Linked DNA regions of Mus musculus: region 1 is linked to region 2. The links are chromatin contacts, called in public HiChIP or PLAC-seq maps. All regions are on one chromosome and are shown on one strand. The core of a region is the stretch at or near the end of the contact, and the rest is flanking DNA. Distances in the headings are between cores, read along the strand shown.

The links. HiChIP or PLAC-seq counts read pairs in DNA pulled down with a chosen protein or histone mark.
Region 1: an H3K4me3 HiChIP or PLAC-seq map of embryonic stem cells shows a contact between it and region 2, with 11 read pairs. The contact joins the promoter of Sfn here to the promoter of Lin28a in region 2. A contact is called at or near these places in 2 of 39 promoter capture datasets (hippocampal neurons and liver), 1 of 484 Hi-C or Micro-C datasets (embryonic stem cells), 3 of 115 datasets of contacts at active chromatin or transcription factors (astrocytes, embryonic stem cells and pancreatic cancer cells) and 2 of 9 other capture datasets (macrophages and pancreatic islet).

Annotation. Positions count from the first base shown.
Region 1 is chr4:133,599,096-133,606,743 of GRCm38.p6, reverse strand. It overlaps Sfn (stratifin), which reads left to right and starts at 4,576. Exons shown (of 1, transcript NM_018754.2): 1 at 4,576-6,188. The coding sequence starts at 4,975. The coding sequence ends at 5,721. It also overlaps a transcript of Zdhhc18 not described here.
Region 2 is chr4:134,015,277-134,022,790 of GRCm38.p6, reverse strand. It overlaps Lin28a (lin-28 homolog A (C. elegans)), which reads left to right and starts at 3,975. Exons shown (of 4, transcript NM_145833.1): 1 at 3,975-4,080; 2 at 4,542-4,738. The coding sequence starts at 4,050.

The DNA.
Region 1 (7,648 bases), core at 3,327-5,826, 420 kb after region 2:
GCTAACTTTCCACCCTGATCCCCAGTGGTTGATTGCTCAGCATGTTTGAGACAGTAGGTCCCAGTGGGAGCTCCTTGTTCCTAGTCCCCCACTCAACCTCCTAGGCAGCCAGGACAGACAGACAGATCATAACATGGGCCCACCTCTCTGGTATCTCCTCCAGGAGGACACTTGTCAGGACTTTGCCATCTCCTGCACAGCCTGAGGGGAGCTAACAGGCCTCTTTGCAGAGGGTTAGCTGGTAAGACCACGTCACGTGTCAGCCAGCAGTGCCCGCTCCTTACCCCCTCACCATCCCACCGTCATCGCATGCCTCACCAACCCCATGGAGTCCATCCATCTGTCCGGTGTGTGGTGTGGCGTGTGTGCTGGCAATGGCAGTTCCCAGGGCTCCTCTGCCCCAAACAGAAGGCTCTTAGTCTTGTCCCACCTCCCCCTTGGCCTAGGCTTCCTTAGAACCCATGTCCTTTCTAAAAGAAGGGGTGAGGCGGGGAAGAGTGGCCCACCTGCTCTGAGGGGCCCTCAGTCGGGCCACTAACATCCCGCTTCGCATCCCTGCCACGCTCTCACCTGCCTGTTGTCTGCTGCCTGAGCTTTGGCCCTTTTCTGGGAGAGAGGCAGGTACCGTGGTAGAACTTGACCTACTCACGGGGCCCTATAGGCTACTCATTTCCACCTATTTGCTAACCCTCTCTCTTCTCCTCCTTTGCCATCCTGCCGCGATCATCCAGTCTGTGCGGGGGCTTAAGGAGCTCCTGAGGACCGCCACTCTCTGCCTCTTCAGGAGTGGCCTGGGGGGAGCCAGGCACCCGGCACCTCCACCTGCCTAACCTGTGGCCCATCTGCCACCATCTGTGCCTACAGGGTCCGTCCCGTCCCCCAGCCTGTCCTACGTGTGTGCTCTCTAGAGCCTCCCCACCAACAGTGGGCAGGCGCTGGGCTCTAGTCCAGGAACCCCAACTCCTTGCTGGCCAGAGTGTAGAAAGCCATACCGCAGCCTCAGCACAGTACTGTAACACTGCTGAACCTTGCCCTCCCCTCCTCCCCTCGTGCCCCTTCCCCAGATTTGTGAAGTGTGGAGTCTCTTTAGGAATCTCGCCTCGCAGCCTGCCACCAGTCAGCAGAGCCATAGGCCAGCCTAGCAGGTTCCTTCAGGAGCTATCTGGGTGTTGATGACGCTGCTGAACAAGTTTGGCAACTGCTCTAAGCACAACGGGCTTGACGCTGTTCCCACGCCCCCATCCCCCCAGTAGGATGTGGAGTGTGAGCCTGTATCCTTGGCCCCAGGCAGCAAGGGCTAGACAGCTCCATGTTCTTCCAAGGACCCAAAGGGAGCAGGGTCAGACCTGGGGAGATCAGCTTCGTCCAGCATAGCGTCTGCTCACCTGCTGCCCACTCCCTTTTGTAAAAGAAATAAAGACCTCCCCCCTTCATCTTGCCATTGCCTGGAGTGTTTGAGCCACTTTCCTTTGGGGTGCTGGGTGGGGCCTGCTGTGAGTGTATAAGAACAACCGCCTTGTACCCCAGCATGGGAGGGTGGGGACTTGGAGAATGCCAATCCCAGGAGGGGGCTGCCAATCTCCTGTTACCAGTGGGGAGACCAAAGCCCAGGGGCAGGAAGGGACCTGCCCAAGGCCTCTATAAGTCAGCTGGAATGCAGCTCTGCGTGCTGACCTCATTCTGCTCTGTTTCCATAAATTCCACCCTGTCTGGTACCCTAGACGGTCACAGCAGAGGGGGCTACTTCGAACAGCATTGCCTTGGAAGAAAAAGGCAAACAGCTGAATCACTTAGGCGTCCTCTGCTGTCCCTTCCCAAAGGCAATGGATGCACAGCTCTGAGCCTCGTAACAGGACTCAGCTCACAACCAACCACAAACCCCTCTGGTCAGACTGTTGAATTTGATCCTCCCAAAGGCAGAAATGACCTAGGAAGTTACTAGAAAAGAAAAGGTTTTGCCAGTTGTGGTCTATTCTTTCTAACTCTTTTTTTTTTTTTTTTTTTTTGTTTGTTTTTTGTTTTTCAAGACAGGGTTTCTCTGTGTCGCCCTGGCTGTCCTGGAACTCACTCTGTAGACCAGGCTGGCCTCGAACTCAGAAATCCGCCTGCCTCTGCCTCCCGAGTGCTGGGATTAAAGGCGTGCACCACCACACCCGGCCTCTTTCTAACTCTTAATAAGAATCCCTCTTGCTGAGATCGGATGCTCCAGAAAGGATGAAGAACACCGCACAGACACACAACAGAGACACACAGACACACACACACACTGGACCTTGTCTCCTGTCCTGCTGACTCAGGCAGCTGCTTTGGAGTCCCATGCTTTGCCAGGGCCTGCTGCCTCCTGCCTGCCTGGGCTTCTGGACTTGGGAAGTAGAAGCCTGGAGGCAAAGGGAGGCAACTGAAGCAGGAACTGAGTCAGGATATGCAGGCCGGAGCTGGCAGGGGTGTCAAGGCCTGGCTTCGGTGGAGGAGGAAGAGGGTCTAGAACTGAGCTGCAGCTGTAAACCCCCACCAGCTTCCTGGCTTAAGAGGCACGAGGAGAACACGCCCTTCGTAGGCTTAGAAGAAGTTTCAAGTTTGCCAAGCCCCACCGTCCAGACTCCTAGTGTCCTGGGGTTTCCAAGTTGCCCCCAGGACTTGGGGAAGCCCAGGCCAGGCTGAGAGCCAAGGAAGGCCCTTCAAGGCTGAGGAGAATTCTCCCAACGGAAAGGGAGGAGACAATGCTTACTGTGCCAAACAGTTTGTCAGTCTGGAGAGGAAAGAGTTTGGACTGAGGACCCCGACTCTTCTGTGGACACCCGGCTGGGCCACGGGGTGCGGAGAGTTTAGGATCTTTCCTCATCCCATAGAACCCAGCTCAAACCCCAAAACAGGGAGGGGGTTGCTGAGGATATATTCAGTCGGTAGAGTTCTTGGAAACCCTGGGTATAACCCCGGCACCGCTGCTAAAGCAAACATGGTGGCAGTCCATATATAGACCAGACTGGGCTAGAACTCAGAGAGATACTTGCTTCTGCCTGTTAAGTGTTAGGATTACAGATGTGCACCTGTCTATACAGGACTGGGGAGCAAACTCCATACACACTAGCAGGGACTCTACCAACCAAGACACACTCCCAGCCTCTGCTTTTCCCCAGGGTGGGGGTAACATGTTTCCCTTGTGGCAAAGCCAGTCACCAACTGGCATGTCCCCTGTGTGAGTTTAAATGCTCAGACTCTAGCCGTACACTACCGTGGTCTTCCCTAACTTGATGTTTTACTGTAGTTCTGTGCCTGTGCCATGAGTTAGGCAAAGCACGCAAGATCTCAGGACAGAAATCCCATCTGCTTCCTGGGAGAACCTGTAAAATTAGCCAGGACCCTGAAGTCTCTCAAGAGCCCCTACTCCGTGGCCCAAGCACATTCCAGCCTGTTCAGGGTTCTGGCCTACAACACCTCTCCCGGAGGCAAGGCGAGTGCTCAGACACTGTGAGGAGACAGGCAAGGTTGTGCAATAGTCCTGCTTCAAGGGTTAGACTGGCTGGGTCCTAGGAAGAAACTTCTTTAGAAGGAACCACGGAGTCCCATCTAAACTTGAAGAATGTGGTGGGGCACATAAGCAGGAACACACCCTCAGTGCCCATTCTTATCATGGGCCTTGAAAATAGGGCCCAACCAATCAGGGATGGAAGATTGGGAACAAAGTGATCTCCATCTCCAAGGAGACTTCTCTCAGGGGTCAGAGGCAGAGTCTTGAAGGGACTTGAGAACCTCTGGGAGCCAAGTGAGGGATCATACTGGGCTGGAATCACACACTGCGCCATAAAACAAAATGGAATGTGCCATTCCCAGCTCCTTTCCCTCAGCCCTGTCTTCCTCCCCAGGTTGATAGCGTCCCCCCTGGGGGACCAAACTGGACTGAGCACCCAGGTGGCCTGCTTCCCAGCCTCTGACAGAGGTAATCTGAGTCAGGCAGGGGAGTGGGACAGTCAAAGAGTTAGGCCCCCACCCTCTGGGAACCCTGCCGATACATGACGACAGGCAGCTTGGAAGGGACGGGTGACCCGATGTGGAGAACCAGAGAGTAAAGTCTCAGACAAGTGTCAACAGGCCACCAACTTGAAAGGGAAAATTGTGCTGTAAGGGGGAAGGTGTCCAACAAACATATTGGGTGACTAATTACAAAGGCTGGGCTGGAGCGTCAGAGGCCGCTCGTTAAACACTTCATTAAGTGGCACCCTGAGATGCCACCTGCGCATCTGGGGTGTTCATAGGGCATCTTGAGGGAGAACAAGGACCAAGGGATGGAGCTATCTTCAGGCCGGCTCAGCTAATGGCCCCCAAAGAGAGCCAAGAGGAAGAGGGGACACGGAGGGGGAGGGGTTTAAGGGAGCTGGCAGCTTGTGACCTCAAACTGGTTTGGTTCACCCCTGAGACTTGATAGTTCTACCTCTACAGTCCTACAGAGCCAATTCGGGGGTTGGGGGTAGTTGCATCAGATCATGGATGCGCAAGTTTGGGGGAAACTGTACAGCCCTACCTATACATGAGTTCTCACCTGAACTGTCCCAGCTCCCTGGGCTCTGCCTGGGCTAAAGCAGCTCGGTGGCTGAAGCCTGGAAGATCACCCTGAAAGACAATCTGATTTGGTAATCCAAGACGCTCCTGCAATGCAGCCAGCCCTGAACTGCAGGGGGCAGTCTGGAGCCGAAAGGTGCCTTTGCAGGTGGGACCTGCGGCCAGGTTTCTCCTGCTGACTGTCCTGGTGACTCACAGCCCCCTCCCGTCCCAGCCCTTTTACCTTAAAGGTAGAGCCGGAAAGGGTGTGGCGAAGACTAGGAGGAGGCAGGGCCCAGGCCCGCTCAGACCACGCCCAACTCTTCTCAGGGCCATGCCACCCCAGCCAAAAGGCAGAGCCAGAGCAAGGGAGCCGCAGAACCCAGCGTTACTCTCGAGACAGCCAGTTCGCCCGTCTGTCTGTCCATCCTCGCAGTCATGGAGAGAGCCAGTCTGATCCAGAAGGCCAAGTTGGCTGAACAGGCCGAACGGTATGAAGACATGGCAGCTTTCATGAAGAGCGCCGTGGAAAAGGGCGAGGAGCTCTCCTGCGAGGAGCGAAACCTGCTTTCCGTAGCTTACAAGAACGTGGTGGGCGGCCAGAGAGCGGCCTGGAGGGTCCTGTCCAGCATCGAGCAGAAGAGCAACGAGGAGGGGTCAGAAGAGAAGGGCCCCGAGGTGAAAGAGTACCGGGAGAAGGTAGAGACCGAGCTCAGAGGTGTGTGCGACACCGTACTCGGCCTGCTGGACTCGCACCTCATCAAAGGGGCTGGAGATGCAGAGAGCCGCGTCTTCTACCTGAAGATGAAGGGTGACTACTACCGCTACCTAGCCGAGGTGGCCACTGGCGATGACAAGAAGCGCATCATCGATTCTGCCCGGTCAGCCTACCAGGAGGCCATGGACATCAGCAAGAAGGAGATGCCGCCTACCAACCCCATCCGCCTGGGCCTGGCCCTGAACTTTTCAGTCTTCCACTACGAGATAGCCAACAGCCCCGAGGAGGCCATCTCGCTGGCCAAGACCACCTTCGACGAGGCCATGGCCGACCTGCACACCCTCAGTGAGGACTCCTACAAGGACAGCACCCTCATCATGCAGCTCCTGAGAGACAACCTGACGCTGTGGACAGCCGACAGTGCTGGGGAAGAGGGTGGTGAGGCTCCGGAGGAGCCCCAGAGCTGAAGCAGCCGACAACCACCCCGGCTCGCCTTGCCCTCCAGTCCCCAGCCTGCAGAGAGGACTAAAACGGAGTGGGACTCTGCCCTTCCCAAACCCTGAATGTTCAGCCACACCTTGGAAGGCTCCTTTGAAGGGGGCGCAGCCAAGCTGAAGCCACCAGGGCAGGGAATCTCACTCTTCGTGTAGCTGTCTGGTGGGTGTTCCCAACCCATCCCACCCCTGCTCTCTGCACCCCCTCCCCACTTCCTCCCCCTGAGCCTCCCTCGGGCACCTGTTGCTTCTGGATCCGAATAATCCAGGAGGCTCCCCACCCTGTGGCTGAGAACTGGACTGTGGCAAGGGCTGTGTGTGTGAGAGAGAGGGAAACTCTGTGTGTGTGTGTGTGAGAGAGAGAGAGAGAGTGAATGAGAGGGAACACGTTTGCTGGGTGTGACCATGCTACCACTCAATAAAGTTGCCCTGTGACACTCGGTCTTCTTCAGTTATTGGCCATGGGTTGAGAGTAGAATTAGAAATGAGTTAAGAGAACCGGACTCTGAAACTCTGAGCTAGGTCTGTCCCTTGGGGCTGTCTGGGTGACCTGGAAGTGAGACGAGCCTTTGGGTCGGTGTCGGTGACCTGGAAATTTTGGGTAGGGTGACTTCAGGTGAGAGGCCACCAGGAAGTCCCCGCAGCGCTTCGGCTCAGGCCAGGTGAGCACAGAGGCAGGTCAGGAGAGCAGAGGAGAGTGGGGGCTGTAGGCGGGAAAGCCGCGAAGTCAGGGAAGTTTGGGCACAGTGGCCTTAAGAGACACGCTTCACAAGTGGCACTGGGGACCTCACTTTAAGAAGCGGGAAACGGTCACGTCAAGTGCTCAGATCTGAGCCGAGGGGTGCAATCTGAGGCAGGGGCATAGTGCCTCCAATAAAACAGATCAAATAAGGGAAAGCTCCCCAAGGCCCAGGGACAAAAAGAAATCGGCTGAAGAGGAGCGGGCGCGAGCTGGGTGGGAAGAGCCGCAGGGAGCTGGGCTGAGCAGCCCACGGCCTGCGCGCCCGGCAGGCAGCGACACGCACCAGCCCGGGGCAGCCCGCCGCCGTCTCCACGGCCCAATCACTGGACGGACTCTCTACAGAGCCCGTCCCCGGGACACGGTTGACCAATGGGAGAGCGAAGGGTGAGTCCTCCCGCCCCGTCGGCCGCGCTACCCTTCTGGAAAAGACGAAGAAGTTGCGGCTCGGGGAGCGCAGCGGGGCGGCGCCTTCCCGGTTTCACTCAGACAAGTTGCCACCCGCCCGACTCGGGAGCTCGTCCCCCACCCCCGGGAGCAGCGGGACAGGGCGGGGCCGCGCGCAAAACTTAGTCTCCGCCCTTTGAGTCATCCACTCACCTGGCCATGTCTGGACCAGGCTGCCGGCTGAAATCGGCTGGAAAAAGGCCAAAATGCTCGTCTCCCGAGCTTCGGAGGCAGACCTGCGCTGGTCGCCAGCAGGCTTGGGTTGTATCCCTGACTTGATTTGTAGTCCGGAAAAAATCATAGCACCTCCCAGGACCTCAGTTTCTCTTCTGCATCGCTAAAGGTTCCACAGTTAGAAAAAGTAAAAAGCGGGGTTCTACTAAGGTGCAAGGTTTCAGCCTCCTTGCTTGAGGCTCTCAACTTTTGGGTCCTCCTTTGAATAAGTTGCTTCCTAGGCCCGGAAGGGTGGCGGATGCCTTTAACCTGAGCACTCTGAGGCAGGGTGGACCCTTCCCGGGAGCTAGGGTGTGGCTCAGTTTATCTAATGTCCAAGGACAGGTCCCCCGTGCCTAAAAATAAAAAACAAAGTGATTAAGTAAACGAAGGACAAGACTGGGTGGGAGTTGGGAGTGAAACCTTCAAAATGTTACTAATTCCAACCAGTGTCAATCCATCTGGGATTTATCTAGTATTTCTGAACCCAAATCCGAATAA
Region 2 (7,514 bases), core at 2,726-5,225:
GTTACTGAATGAGTTTTAGTCCAGCATAGGCTAAAGAGAGTGATCTGATCTTAAAAAGCCAGTCAACTTACTAACAACAACAAAAAGTAATAACCCATTTTGGAGACTCTTGTTGGTTCATTTCTGCAGCCCAGTCACTTGGCTTTAGTAGAAAGAAATTTGGAAAAAAACAAAACGAGAATTTTTTTTTTTTTCAAGACAGGGTTTCTTTTTTTTTCTTTTTCTTTTTTTTTTTTTTTTTTTGTTGGTTTTTTCGAGACAGGGTTTCTCTGTACAGCCCTGGCTGTCCTGGGCTCTCACTGTAAACCAGGCTGGCCTCCAACTCAGAAACCCTCCTGCCTCTGCCTCCCAAGAGCTGGGATTAATGGCATGCACCACCACTGCCCAGCTAAAACGTGAAAGTTTAAATTGTACTTTCTAGCATTACAAATGTATCACATCATAGCTGTAACATTCCTGTGATATAAGATAATATTGTAACTGCTTTATAAGAAATACATAGTTGTGAGCGTGGTCTATCAGAGTTAGGATTTTAAATTTTGTTTATTTATTTTACATGTATGGGTGTTTTGCCTACATGCACATGTGTGCCTTTACACACATTAATTAATACAAATTAATACAAATTTAAGGTGCTAGCAGATGTGAGAAGAGGCTGTTGGATGCCCCGGGACTGGAGTTTCAGATGGTTGTGAATCACCATGTGGTTGCTAAAAATTGAACTCCAGTTCTCTGCAAGAACTGCCAGTTCTCTTATCTGCTGAGCCATCTCTCCAGTGCCCACACCCAGTTTTATGAGGTCCGGTGTATTAAGCCCAGGCCTTGGCTCAAGAGGTCTTGTGTGTGCTCAGTATACACTCTACCCAACCGAGCTGCATCCCCATTCCATTGAATAGCAATGCCTGTTGTGGTTAAAAGCTCCATGCCAGGCAGTATTCTGAAAAGGTCTCCATGGACCACCTAGTCCCCATCCTTCCTTCTCACAAGAGCTCTGAGCACTAAGTATTCTCATGGTCTCCATGGACAGGGGAGGACCCTGAGTCACATAATGCTTCATGGTGCTGCCCCCAATCACAGAGCTGTAAGAAACACAGGCAATGTGGCTGAATCTTTCTCTTATGAAAGTGCAAAGTTGGTGCGCATGCTAAATCTCAGCACTCGAGAGATGGAGGCAGAGAATTAGGACTTCGTAGTTATTCTTGGCTATATAGCCAATCTGAAGTCAGCCTAGGCTACATGGGGCCCTGCTTCAAAACTCCAACAAAAAAAAGTACTCTTCAATAATGGAACTAATTTTAAATTATTAGTATATACATTACTTTCTCTTCTACTCTGGTCTTCTTGTATTCAAAGATATTATCTTTCTTCACGACCAAAACTTGTTTTCCCCCCCTGAAACTGGGCCTGCAATGCCTTAAATGTTCTGGTAGAATCATTTACTCCAAGAAATGTCTTCCTTAGTATTCAAGAAATATTCAGAGCTAGAGAGATGGCTGAGTGGTTAAGAACACTGACTGTTGTCCGAGGATTTAAGTTTGGTTCCCAGAACCCCAATTTGATGGCTTACAACCTTACAACACTTCAGTTACAGGGGATCCAGCTTCTGGGGGCAGCTGTACACATATGACATACAAAACCACATACAAATTAATACAAATTTAATTTAATTTAAAAAAAAAGAGAAAGATTAAGGCAAGCAATGTAATAGGCACCTGTAATTTCAGTTCCAAGGAGGCAGAGGCAGAAGACTACAGTGCGATTAAGGCCAGCATGTGCCATGAAGCAACGCCTTGTCTTAATCAAAAGCAATAATAAAATGTCTATTTGTCTCATGTGTGTCAGGAGACTTCGGAGGAGAATCAGGCTTTTTTTTTTTTTTTTTTTTTTTTTAAGAACTTGGACCTAAGAACGCAGGAAAGATGCAAAGCAGGAAAGTATTGATGTTTCAGCACCAGGGACAGAGCTACGGGCGCTCTCAGCACCCTGGACAGAGCAAGTGATCATGCCTGCATGCCTGCGGGGGAAACCCAACCTTGTTGGAGGCTGACCAAGAGAAGCCTGGACGTTCACCTCGTCTTTCTTCTTCCCTTCAGAAGACCTCAACCACCAACGTATGAACCTCAAGAGCAACTGTATAAGGAACAGATATTGTTAACGGGAGCGGGTTGTATAAATAAAATGACTTTGGTTGATACACTCGGACAACTCCAAAAAGATCTAACAGTCCCTAGCTGGGAATAGGACACTCTTAATGATACTTAAAAATTACAGCTTAGTAGCACAAGGCTTGCCATAGTCTTTTTCATCCCTCAAAGTCCTATCTCATACTTTTTATGCGCATGCAAACATTCGTAGAAAAGAGAACAACAGTATTCCTCACAGTCATCTCCTATTCCATCGTCCATTTCTCTACACCATCATCTTTTTTCTGTCTTAGATACGCACTTGCTTATGAGCGTGCATGTATGTATGTATGCACAACTGCAGCGTGTGAACCACAAGAGATTCTACACACTTGTGGAGAAGACTGAATTCAGGATAAGCTGATGCCCCTGAAAGCAGGCTCTGTCCCTTTAAATGGGTTGTAGCTGTGGGGGAGGGGAACTGACCGGAGCTGGCATTGTCCAGTTTGAACTGAGCACCGGAAGTGAAGGGGCAGGGCCAGGGCCGTGCACTGAGCCCCGGGCCATTGTCCATCTCTGACCAGGGCAGTGGCCACCCCTCTGGTCCACCCTCTTTATCTTCTAGTAGGGAGTTTACCTCTTTAAATGAGAAGCCTCTCTCTATCCAGTCTTTTCACCAGTCATACTACCCGAAGGGTAGCTCAATTTAGGATGGTGACTGAGAACAGGAGGGTCTGGGAATTAGAGTGTCCCGGGTCTTGGAGGAAGTGCCTCCACCCACCAATCTATTCTCTTCCACCAACGGATGGGACAGGACGGGACGCGGCAGGCAGGGGCCCGATGAGAACACAGCTACCACAGAGGGCATTCTTCGAGGTTTCCACATGCTCTCTCAGGGAGCTGTACCTGGAAGCAACTTTAGGTGTAGGCTTAGGAGGGAGCGAAGGACTCTTTGCACAGAATCAACTAGGAGCTTGTTTCTCACTGGGACAAACCCAGAGAAACTGTTGTTGAAATTTGGAGATTGAGGCATCCAGTAGCACCCAGAGACAGGCCGAGTTTGAGAGGCAGCACCTAGGTTAAGACAGATCAGCTCGGTGGGGTCTCCAGCCGCTTCCTTGCACCCCTATCCCGGCTTCCTAATGTCCAGAACTCCAGGTCTATCTAAGCACACGGAGGTGGGGGGTGAGAGCAGGTCAGCGCCAAGCAGCCGGGTCAGCTCTGAGGCCTGAGGGGAAAGAGGGGGAGGGGCGCTGAGGGGCTGGGGGAGGGGGAGGGCTCATCCATTTCTCCCTTGACAGGTGGTTTGTGTTTCTGATTGGACAGCGCCACCAGGCTCACACCTCCCTCCCCCAACTCTCTGGAATGTATAATTATCTGCCCGGGGGGTGGGGGTGGTGTGTGTGTGTGTGTGTGTGTGTGTGTGTGTGTGTGTGTGTGTGTGTGTGTGTGGTCACGTGGTTATAAAACTACCCCCCCCCCGTTCCCCCCCACCTGTGTCCGCTTTGGATGCCCGCATTGAGTCCTCAAAGTGCAGGATCCCAAATTCTGGGGTACTGAAGACTTCCAGTGCAAAAGATCCCCATCTCCAGATGTGTGTATGTGGAGGGGGTGTCAAATCTCAAGGTTCTGGGAAGGGACACCCCAGAGGTGTCAGAGACCAGAGCAGTGGGGGAGGGCCGAAGCCAGAGCCAGAGGGAAAGGGAGGGGTAAGGAGAGAGGGGAGGGGAGGGGGCTGCCCGCGGGGGGTTGGGTCATTGTCTTTTAGAATTTGGGAGCCTTTGAAAAGCCGTGGGCCCTCCCACCGCTATTGTGCGGGGGAAGATGTAGCAGCCTCTTCTCCGAACCACCCCTTTGCCTCCGGACTTCTCTGGGGCCAGCAGCCGCCCGACCTGGGGCCCGGGGCCACGGGCTCAGCAGACGACCATGGGCTCGGTGTCCAACCAGCAGTTTGCAGGTTCGAGCTTGCGATTCAGCGGGCACACCTTAGGGTGCAGGGAGCCCAATGTCTAAATAGAAGGGAGGTGGGAAAGTGTCCCACGGACTTGTCCGCGGGACCCCCAAGTCCCTATGGCCTCCTGCTTCTGGGGGCCATCTCTGGACTAGGGAACCCTGGTGTTCCAGTGGCTTGTACACCGAGCCCGTGGGGGCGGAGGGAGAGAAGAGGAGGGGCCTGTCCCTCCGCGTGTGCACGGGCAACTTGTTGTGGGAAGACAAGCAAAACTTTTGGGGCGTCAGCATCCTCTGTGTAAGCTTGGGGAGGCAGCCAGGACAGGTTTCTTCTTACCAGCTGCTTGGTAGCTGCCTCCTCCTGGGTGTCTATCCGCGGGCTGACCACCGAGATCTCCCAGACGGGTCCCTGAGAGGGCCTGCGATCCCTTGGCCCCCAGCTGATCACCTGGCCCTCCCTATCTCCAGGTGGCTGCGCCAAGGCAGCGGAGAAGGCGCCAGAGGAGGCGCCGCCTGACGCGGCCCGAGCGGCAGACGAGCCGCAGCTGCTGCACGGGGCCGGCATCTGTAAGTGGTTCAACGTGCGCATGGGGTTCGGCTTCCTGTCTATGACCGCCCGCGCTGGGGTCGCGCTCGACCCCCCGGTGGACGTCTTTGTGCACCAGGTGAGACTCATTCTGGAACTTTGCTAGGGGAAAAAAAAGAAAAAGGCTGGGAGTTCCGAGGTACGGCCTTGGCTGGTGGCCCCTCCTGTCGGATTGGAGGAGATAAATACCCCTCATTGTGCGTCCCCATATTTTTCGGGACACCCCAGTTTTGAGTTTGTAGTAACTGCAGTTGTGCGAGGAGGCACTGCTGACTACCAGCACCCCCTCCCCGCCCCCTTCCGGGAACCCCTCCGGCTTACCACGTGTCTATTACCTCTTTCCCCTGGGAAGGGAGCAGGGGGCAGGGAGGTGACCCCATGTGGCAGAAACTAAGGTTGTATTGTGCTTGCCGGTGGGGGAGGGCCAGCAGGCCGACCAGGGAAGCACATGCAGGGCCTGAGCCGGGCGTTAGCGCCCTGAGTTCTAAAGGTCTGAGTCTAATTCATAGGGAGGAGAGAGTGTGAGCCATTTGCTACCCAACCTACGGGCGTGAACCTGCGACGTCAGGTTCTTCCCGTTTCAATGCAGACCTCAAGTCAGGTGGCCACCCAAAGCCAGGTCCTGTAGCCAGTGTAGGTTTGGCAGGTCCCGGAAGGATCAACGTGTGAGCTGAAAAGCTCCCCTAGAGGTCTGGCTACAGATCAGGGCTGGCAGGCACCTCTAGCTGTCCACCCGGTTCTGCCAGGAAGGAAGACCTTAAGATCCCAGGCCTTCATTCCTTGGCCGTGGCAATCCCAAGTTCGCAGTTAAAGAAGGGCTACACAGTAGGGAGTGAAATTCAGTGTCGAGGGGGCAGGCGGTAGAGGAAGACTGGCCTCTGGCCCTATTCTCCTCAGCTTGGCATTTATGGCCCCAGACAGCCATTGATTGCTGTCCCTAACATTCCTAACCCTAAACAAGGAAGAGAGTAGAGCCTTCAGGTTTCCCTCTTCCCGGCCATTCCCTTTCTTAATATCCTACCGGGGGCGGGGTGTGTGTGTGGGGGAGTGGTACCATTCCACGCTGGAAAGGAAGTTACTGCTCCTGCCCTTTTCCACATTTGGTGGGTTAAGGCTGGGCCAGGAAAGAAGAAAATTGCTAATCCCTGGCCTGCGAGCTTGACACCCGGGCCGGGCAGGGAGGGGTTACTTCAGGGAGGTTAGCTTTAGGAGCTGTGGGGGAGGGGAAAGGAGGATGTGGGGATTAAGGGTTGGAGCCTGAGGGATGGCGTTCTTGAGGGGGAGGGGTGGGGAAGGAGATGCTGGGTGGACTGGTTGGGGGCTGCTGGGAAGGCTGAACCCTGCCCTCCAGTCAGAGGTTGGGGAGTGGAAACTAAGTAGATTTGGGTTGATGGAATTTGAGGACCAGCTCTTTGCTGTTGGTGTCCTAGGGTCACTAGGCTTCTGGAATATGTGTTTTGTTTCTTTTTTAAGGGACCTGGAACAGTACCTTTAACTTTTCTGCACCGCCCCCCCCCATCACCATCACCAGACTGCTGGTTTCTGGATGGTGGCTTTGTGCCCCCCATCTCATTTGCATATGTGAATGATAACCCACAGGAAGTAATTGTGAGGCAGAAGGGAATTGGCCTCTTTAGATCTATTAAATCACTTTATTGCAGGAACCCGCACTGAATGGCCCTCCTCAGCGGGGGGCAAGCCTCCCCGATTCGGCCATTTATCTGATCCCAGAGATGAAAATTTCCTGGGCTCGAGATGGTTTGGGGAACTTCTTCAATTTTTGGAGGCTGGGGTGTAAAGGTGGCTTGAGCACTTTCCTGACTCCTTGCAAAGGCTAAGTAGGGAGGTGCCCGGGAGAATAGGTACCTTCTGATCTGAGGTTCATTGCTGTTGGGACAAATGGAGACGCTGTGCCTCCTCACTTAGGAGCCATACCAACTGGGAAGCTATAGGACATCTCAGGAGGCAGCCTTCAGTACAGACTGGCTTGGAGACCTGCCTGCGTTCGTTCGTGGGCTTTGACTTTGGTTTCTTTGGGGTTTTTTTGTTTTTGTTTTGTTTTGTTTTTGAGACGAGGCTGGTGGTGGTGGAGGTGTCTCACTGTGTAACTGTGGCTGGCTTGGAATTGCCCTGTCACCCAGGCTGGCCTTTTAACTCAAGAGAGCTGCCTACCTCTGCCTTCTGGATTTTGGGATTAAAGGCCCATGCGAAGGTTCCTGGCTGGCGCCCATATTTGAAAACCTCTCCACACACTTTTAACTGCTGTTTTACCACCACCTGCTTGGTCCACACTCCCAACAGTAAGTTTGGTCGTTGAGCTGAGGTATCTCTTCCTGAGGAATGTCGAAGATGCAGGTTAATCTCTAGAACTTGTTTACTTTGGAAGGGGAGTGTAGGGAGGGTAAAGAAATCTTTAGGGGAACTTCCTCAGCTGCCAGACCCTGGGGATGGGGTAGGAGTGCATGGTGGGGGAGGGGAAGATTGTCTCAAGATGATATTTGCCTTGCCAGGGAAAGGTGGGGGAATCAAAAGAAGACCTTTCCAGATTGAGGTAATACGGTTCCCAACATCCTGTTAACCACTGTCCTTGTGCTCAAATTTTTTTTTTTTTTTTTTTTGAGACAGCACCTTACACTGTAGTGTAGTCAGGCCTGCAAGTAATTGTATATATAGGCAAGTTGACCGGTAGTTGGGTGACACCCCTTTTCTTTGGTGTCACCAGAGCCTGACTTGTATATACTTTATTCTGTGCCCAGTAAGGTGTAGGCTGAGGGTAGGGGGGCTATGACACAGGTTTCTCTTAACACCCATTTTATTTGGCCAAAGGTCTTTAGATCTTGAAATCTGGAGTTAAT